Linked DNA regions of Mus musculus: region 2 is linked to region 1. The links are chromatin contacts, called in public HiChIP or PLAC-seq maps. All regions are on one chromosome and are shown on one strand. The core of a region is the stretch at or near the end of the contact, and the rest is flanking DNA. Distances in the headings are between cores, read along the strand shown. Region 1 holds the start of Wdr44 (WD repeat domain 44). Region 2 has its middle 82 kb from the start of Gm4907.

The links. HiChIP or PLAC-seq counts read pairs in DNA pulled down with a chosen protein or histone mark.
Region 2: a BATF HiChIP or PLAC-seq map of CD8 T cells shows a contact between it and region 1, with 18 read pairs. The contact joins the enhancer-like site here to the promoter of Wdr44 in region 1. A contact is called at or near these places in 6 of 39 promoter capture datasets (the C10 cell line, the HPC-7 cell line, cranial neural crest and 2 more), 1 of 15 datasets of contacts at CTCF or cohesin (CD8 T cells), 5 of 484 Hi-C or Micro-C datasets (CD4 T cells, the G1E-ER4 cell line, the HL-1 cell line and 2 more), 4 of 115 datasets of contacts at active chromatin or transcription factors (the 230-238 cell line, CD8 T cells, effector CD8 T cells and 1 more) and 3 of 9 other capture datasets (adipose tissue, liver and macrophages).

What each region holds. Positions count from the first base shown.
Region 1 is chrX:23,691,533-23,694,774 of GRCm38.p6, forward strand. It overlaps Wdr44 (WD repeat domain 44), which reads left to right and starts at 1,519. Exons shown (of 21, transcript NM_001305675.1): 1 at 1,519-1,737; 2 at 1,893-2,007. The coding sequence starts at 1,931.
Region 2 is chrX:23,808,836-23,812,077 of GRCm38.p6, forward strand. No RefSeq gene overlaps it. Among named protein-coding and RNA genes, the nearest start is that of Gm4907, 82 kb to the right of the region's middle. Within about 2 kb of position 1,741, at least 12 of the 459 cell types and tissues checked have an H3K27ac peak or open chromatin away from gene starts, as enhancers often do. A contact at or near this core is called in CD8 T cells, Th1 cells, effector CD8 T cells and 1 more, where this site is marked.

The sequences.
Region 1 (3,242 bases), core at 269-2,768:
TGGCCTAGAATATTGAAATAAAAATTCAAATAAAACTTCAGCACTAGTCTGTGAGCTTGTGTAAGACAGTAACAAAGTTGCCTTCTTCATATTCAAACTGTCTTCAGCATTTTGGGATGCTGCATGACACCAAATAATACATGTTCATAAAATTGCTGCATATACCACACATAGTAACTCAACATCAAAATATTTTTCTTTAATATTCAAACAGGTGATACCTTTACAATAAACCAAAATATTTTAAGAAATGTATAGGTTCACTAGTAAGTAATTAGGTAGAAAATAAATTTCTAAATTTATATGGTTATATGTTTTCATATAACAATATATTTTGATAAATTTTCATGAATCAAAACAAAAAAGGCTTTCTTCCATAGTATAGTGAACAAAAAATTTTAATTTGAGATGAACCTTTGTTCTTTTTTTTTTTTTTTTTTTTTGAACAGGTTCTTAGGTAACACAGGCTGCACTCAAACTCATATAGCTTAAGATGACTTTGGAATACTGATCTTTCTGCCTCCACCTCTCAAATGCTAGTATGGATGGCATGCATCACTGTACCCAGTATAATTAGCTTATTTTTAATTGTCAAATAATTGTTTATATTTGGGGTAGTAAAATGTGATGTTTTAATCACTGTAAACACTGTAGAAAACGTCAATAAAGCCGTATCATCTCACCAGTTTATTTTGTAGTAAGGACCATAAATCCACTCTTTAAGTTAAAACATTTAAAAAACATAAAATCTAGTAGTAATTCTTGACAAAAGTTATACTTTCCAAAGGATCTATAACTCCCCTGCCTGCACTGTTATGTGATACATCTTGGGCAGTATATAGTTTCTCTCACATCATGGGCTGCGACGACAGTTAACTATTGAGAAAAGTTGCAGTTCTTATGATGGCTCAGCTCCAGCAATAAATCCACCATTACTCTTGGGAAATGGGACACACCCCAGCTATCTCTTTCTTATGGACTTTGCCCCTTGGCCATCTGGATCATATGTAGGGATCTCAATTAGGGATCTTATAGCAAGTGAATAAGACAGATCTATTCCTACAGACTAAAGATGCTAAAAGTGCCAAAACCCTAAGGCGGTATATTTTAGACTTGGCTGAAACGACTAAGTAATATACAATCCCAAAATGCCCACAGAACTCTCTCAGGATGAACGGAAGAGACTCAAAATCATCCCTCTCAAAATGCTTCTTTTGAACTGCAGTTAGCAGAATCAGTAAATAAACGTCTAAGGAAACTGCACCGAAGTCGGGCGTGCCTCGGAGTTTTGGCAGACAGCTGCTCCTGCGCAGGTCCCAGACTCCACCCCACCGCAGGCTAGACACCGCCCTTATTCCCACTACTTCCGGCCTCTCCTAAACGCCCTCAACACGCTTGCGCCATTTTGACAGGCTGCTCCCGCATTAGTAATCATAAGATTGCCTCTCTGGGACCGCCCCCCGCCACCTCTCCGCCCCGCCCACGCTTTACCGGCCGGCCGCGAAATCTCGCGAGGTTAGGTGCGCGTCGGTATTTTGCGGGCTAGTAGCTTTCCCTGCAACTGTAATTGCCGCTGCGGGAGAAATTGGAGCTGCTGTCGCTGGCACGCCCGCTGCCTGCTCTCCGGGACGGAGAAGCGCCACAGCCTCTTCTCTAGCGCTCTCCATACACCTAGCGCCCGGGTCGCCGGCCACTGTCCCAGACCCACTGCAGCCACCTCAGGCAGTCGCTCTGCAGGTCATCCCCTTAGCCCAGCAACTGAGGGTGGTCCCCGGTCCCGGGTTGACTTCTCACTCCACGTCATCTGTGCCCTCCTCAGTGTCGCCCGGGGACCCACCTCTCCACACTCTTAACTGACGAGGAGGAGACGCTCAGAATCACCCTTTCTCTAGGCGGAGCCGGCCCCCTCACCCGCGGGTGTGTCCTATAAATGGCGTCGGAAAGCGACACCGAAGAATTCTATGATGCCCCTGAAGATGTGCACCTGGGGACCGGCTATCCTGTAGGGTAAGTACCAGAAGCTCGGGCCCAGAGCTCGGGCATCCTAGTCTCCTGCTTCTCCCGCATCTCCCTCTACTCCCTTCCCCAGTCCGTCTGTGTCCGTCACCGCTGTTCCTCTTAGTCTCACTTGGACACCTCAGAACCCAGACCTGGGACTTCTTAGGGCAGGATGAGTTGGAAGAGGGAGAGGGAATCCTCCTTCACCCTTTTCCCTAGTGAGCGGTTTGGGGACTCTTTCGGACCCCTTTCTTGTCTTAGCCAGCCCTTGAGCGGATGGCATTTGTGCCTCAGAGGCAGCGATTTGTATTTGCGGGGTTCAAAGCTTACCTTTCCAACATCTGTTTTGGCCCTCGGGGACCAAAAGGAGCGGTAGCAGGACAAATTGAACTTCCCCGGCTTCTCTCTCTCTCTCTCTCTCTCTCTCTCTCTCTCTCTCTCTCTCTCTCTCCTATTCATTTCCAAAGTGACTGTAACTCGACCCTATTTGCCACTCACCTTTTCTTTTACATAAAAAAAGAAGCGGGGGGGGGGGGGGGGAAGGCAGGTATTTATTTAAGGAGGTTCTCCAGCCTGCGCATGAGTTCAACATCAGCTGTGTTTTACTGAAATAGCACTTTACTGTGTGCCAGAGGAAATTGTAGACAAGATCCTTAGCATTAGGGAGAATGCTGTGGTCTGAAAGGGCAGCCGGACATAAATGTACACAGCCGAGTACAGATCTACAAACAAGTGCTGAGTAATAAGGTCCTTGGAAGGAGAGCCTAGCTTGCTGCCCTTTCTCTCATTTTGCAAGATGTTTTACTGGTGATTAATATGGCTAGCTCTGAGTAGGAAGTTCACTAGTAGGAAAGCGTCGCTGACCAGGATTTGGACTTAACTTATTTTACTCCCCTTCACGTTTCAGAGTGGAAACACAGTTTACAATTATTTCACAAACTCTTCTCCTGATGTGTCTGTAACTAGAAGCACTGAAATGTAGTCTCCAACTATAAGAATTTGAAAATTAAATGATAAAATGGGTGTGTTCGTGTATGATGCTCAGAGTTGAACTCTTAGTTTTTAGAGTTACCCCGTGGATAGAAATAAAGTGACAAGTATATTTTAGAAGGGATTTCAAAAATCTGCTATGTATTGTATACGCTATATTTCCCAAAGTTATAACAACAAGATCAGAAAGAAATGTATGTTGGTAGATTACTAATGTGTGTGTTTCCAGGAAGCTGTCTGTCACTGTTGTGAAA
Region 2 (3,242 bases), core at 491-2,990, 120 kb after region 1:
AGCTTGTTTGGAGAGTTGTATTAAATCTTAGTCTTCATCTTTGTCCTGTTAACATGCCATTTTTCACTAGATTTCAGATTATACAATTTGAGATTAACTTTTATCCTTTGATGTATTTACTTAGTATATCCATCCCTTTTGTTTCTAGTTTATAATCTCAAGAGTAAGGTACCATCTCTCTCTCTCTCTCCACTAAGTGAAAATCTGATTATCAAAATGTTTTTAATTATCTTAATACAGGGACTAAATGTGAAGATATGTTTGAGATTGTTTTCTCATAGATTTCCTCTTCTTTCTGTTGTTCTATCTCTACTTTGCTTCATTTGTTCCTTATTTTCGTATTTTATGTGTGGGTGCATATGCATGTTTTAGCACTTGTAATCATCTGTGTGGTGTGGGTATGCATATACCTGTGTGCATGTGCACATAAGGCCTGAGATTGTTCTCAAGAATGATCTTCAATTACTCTTCCACCTCATTGATTGAGGCATGCTCTCCCACAGCCAACCCAGAAGCTGCTGATGTGGCTAGCCTGGTTAGCTTGCTTGCTCTGGGGATCTCATGGCTCACCCTTCAGAGGTTGGAATTACAGGTAGGCCAATACATCCACCTAGCATTTACCTGGCTTTTGGAAGTTCTAAACTCCCGTTTCTTCATGTCTGTCTGGCAAATATTTTACATATTGAACCATCTCACTAACCTTCTTTTTGGGTTTTTGAGAGAGGGTTTTATGTAGACTAGTATCTTAGTTTGAGTTTCTGCAGCTGTAATAAAAATACCCATGACCAAAAAGCAGGTTGGGCAGGAAAGGGTTTATTCAGCTTACACTTCCACATTGTTGTTCATCATGAACTCTCCAACAGGGCAGGAACCTGGAGGCAAGAGCAGATGCACAGGACATGGAGAGGTGCTGCTTACTGGCTTGCTCAGCCTGCTTTCTCATAGAACCCAGGACCACCAGTCCAGGATTAGCACCATCCACTATGGGCTGGGGCCTCCCCCATCAGTCACTATTTAAAAAAAAAAATGCCCTACAGGCTTCCCTGCAGACTTAACTTACTGGGGTAGTTTCTTAACTAAGTTTCCCTCCTCTTAGATGGCTTTAGTTGTGTCACATTGACATAATCCAGCACACCTAGGTTGGATTCAGACTATATATAGCATGTATCAGGCTTCATTACAGGTTTTCAAAAGAAATTTTTTGCCAGTTGCACTAGTTTCCAGCTTCCCATTTTGCTTATTAATTACGTGGTGTGCATTAAGTTCCAACTATATATAGGGAGCAGTTGAGCTGAGACAATAAACAGGCAGATGCATGCACCAAAAGAGCTCACTGGAAAGAAGATGGCTGCAGAAACAAGAAGCTTGAAAGGATCTTGTAACTGGTGCCTAGATTTATCCCCTTCTCTCCGTATCACGGTGTGTTTTACCCCTAGTAAATCATGGCAGACACTCGGTTATTAAACCACTCTTTGTTGCTCTCATAAAGCACTAGGGATAATCAGGGTAAAGGAGTTTGTGCATCAGACATAGGTAAGGCAGAGAAAACAGAGTACCACCAAAGCTGTCAATATCTTTCTTAGTCTCTGGCTCTTCCCCCCTTTCCAGCTGTAAGAACCACTGGTTTACTTCTCAGAAAAAATCGTAACCATCTCTGTTTTGAACTATGTGGTTAACAGATCTTTCCTCCCAGTTGCTCTCATCTTTCCATCACTTCTGAAAGTTTTTTGTTTTGTTTGATTCTTGAGTCATCTAGTTTCCCCTGTTCACCACAGCCACTTTTTGTCAGTAGATCTGAGTGCAGGAAGTACATTCATACTGTTCTAACAGGAACAATATTAGTATTAAGATTCGTGTCAAAGGGAAGACTTGACCACAGAATCCTAAATACACCAAGTGCCCTTGGACAGCTTACCTAGAGTAGTCCACATGGATTTATTTTAGTATTTTCATCTATACTGTATTACATTATTTTCTCTGATTTTTTTACAACCACTTTAGATGTATAGCAATGTTGCCAAAAAATTAGAAAATTCTCAAAGACATGGTCGCCTCAGCATGATATTCCACACCACAAAAATATAAAACAATAGTGCTGGGGAGTTGGCTTACTCAGTAAGAGAACTTGGTGCTAAAGCGTGAGAACCTGAGTTCAAAGTCAGCCACCCATGTAAAGAGGCCTAGCACAGCCACATATGTGCCTATAACTCCAGTTCTATGGGACTTGCTGGCTGGCAGCCTAGCTCCATGTTCAGTAAGAGTGTCTCAAGGGCCTAGCAGAGAATAGAGCAGAATACCAGGCATACTCCTTTGGTCTGTGAACATTGGCAGAGGTATTCATACTTGCACAGATGTGCATTCACCACATATGCTCATTTCACAAATACATAACAATGATAGTTGTGAAAATACAATGTCCTATTACACTCCTGACCCAATTTTCCTTACTGTTTGTCTTGTATTACCAGAGTATGTTCATCAAAATGAGAGGCACCAATACATTCTTAAGTGGACATCAGATTTTAATTGGATTCTACCATGTTTTCCAGTGTTCAAACCTGCATGCCACATTGCAGTTATAGACATCATGCTTTTTAAAATCTCAAATAGTTTCATATTTTTCTAGATGTTAAAAAAGTACCTTTATCCTCTACACCCATTTCTCCTACTGTTGGGTTTATGTTAATGTGGTATATATATATATACACACTAACACCTTCAGTGGCATGCCCATAATGGCCTAACTTCCTCCCATAGGTCTCACCTTTTAAGAGTTCCATCATAGAGGCTGGAGAGAGGGTTCAGTGCTTAAGAGTGCTTACTGCTCTTGAAGATGATCTGAGGTTTAGTCCCCACCACCACATCAGGTGGCTCACAGCTGCCTCTAACTCCAGTTCCAGGGGGTCTGATAGCTTCTGGTATCAGTGGGTACCTGCACAGATATGCACACAAACTCATGGTGGAATACACACACACACAAATAGAAATATATCTTTTTAGAAACAAGTTCCACCATGGACTCTAGGGATTAAGTCTGTAATACATGGGTCTTTGGGAAAAGGTAAGATCCAAGCCATAGCAGAAGTGCATAACATGATCATTGCCTGATTTCAAGGATTGGGAAAGGGTTTAAGCCCCAATTCCATTTTTGATTCCCACCAAGTTGGCAAACGTTTCTTTTTTCCATTTTTCCTAAGATGATGAACCTCTAGAATAACATACATGGAGTAAAAATATCCTTC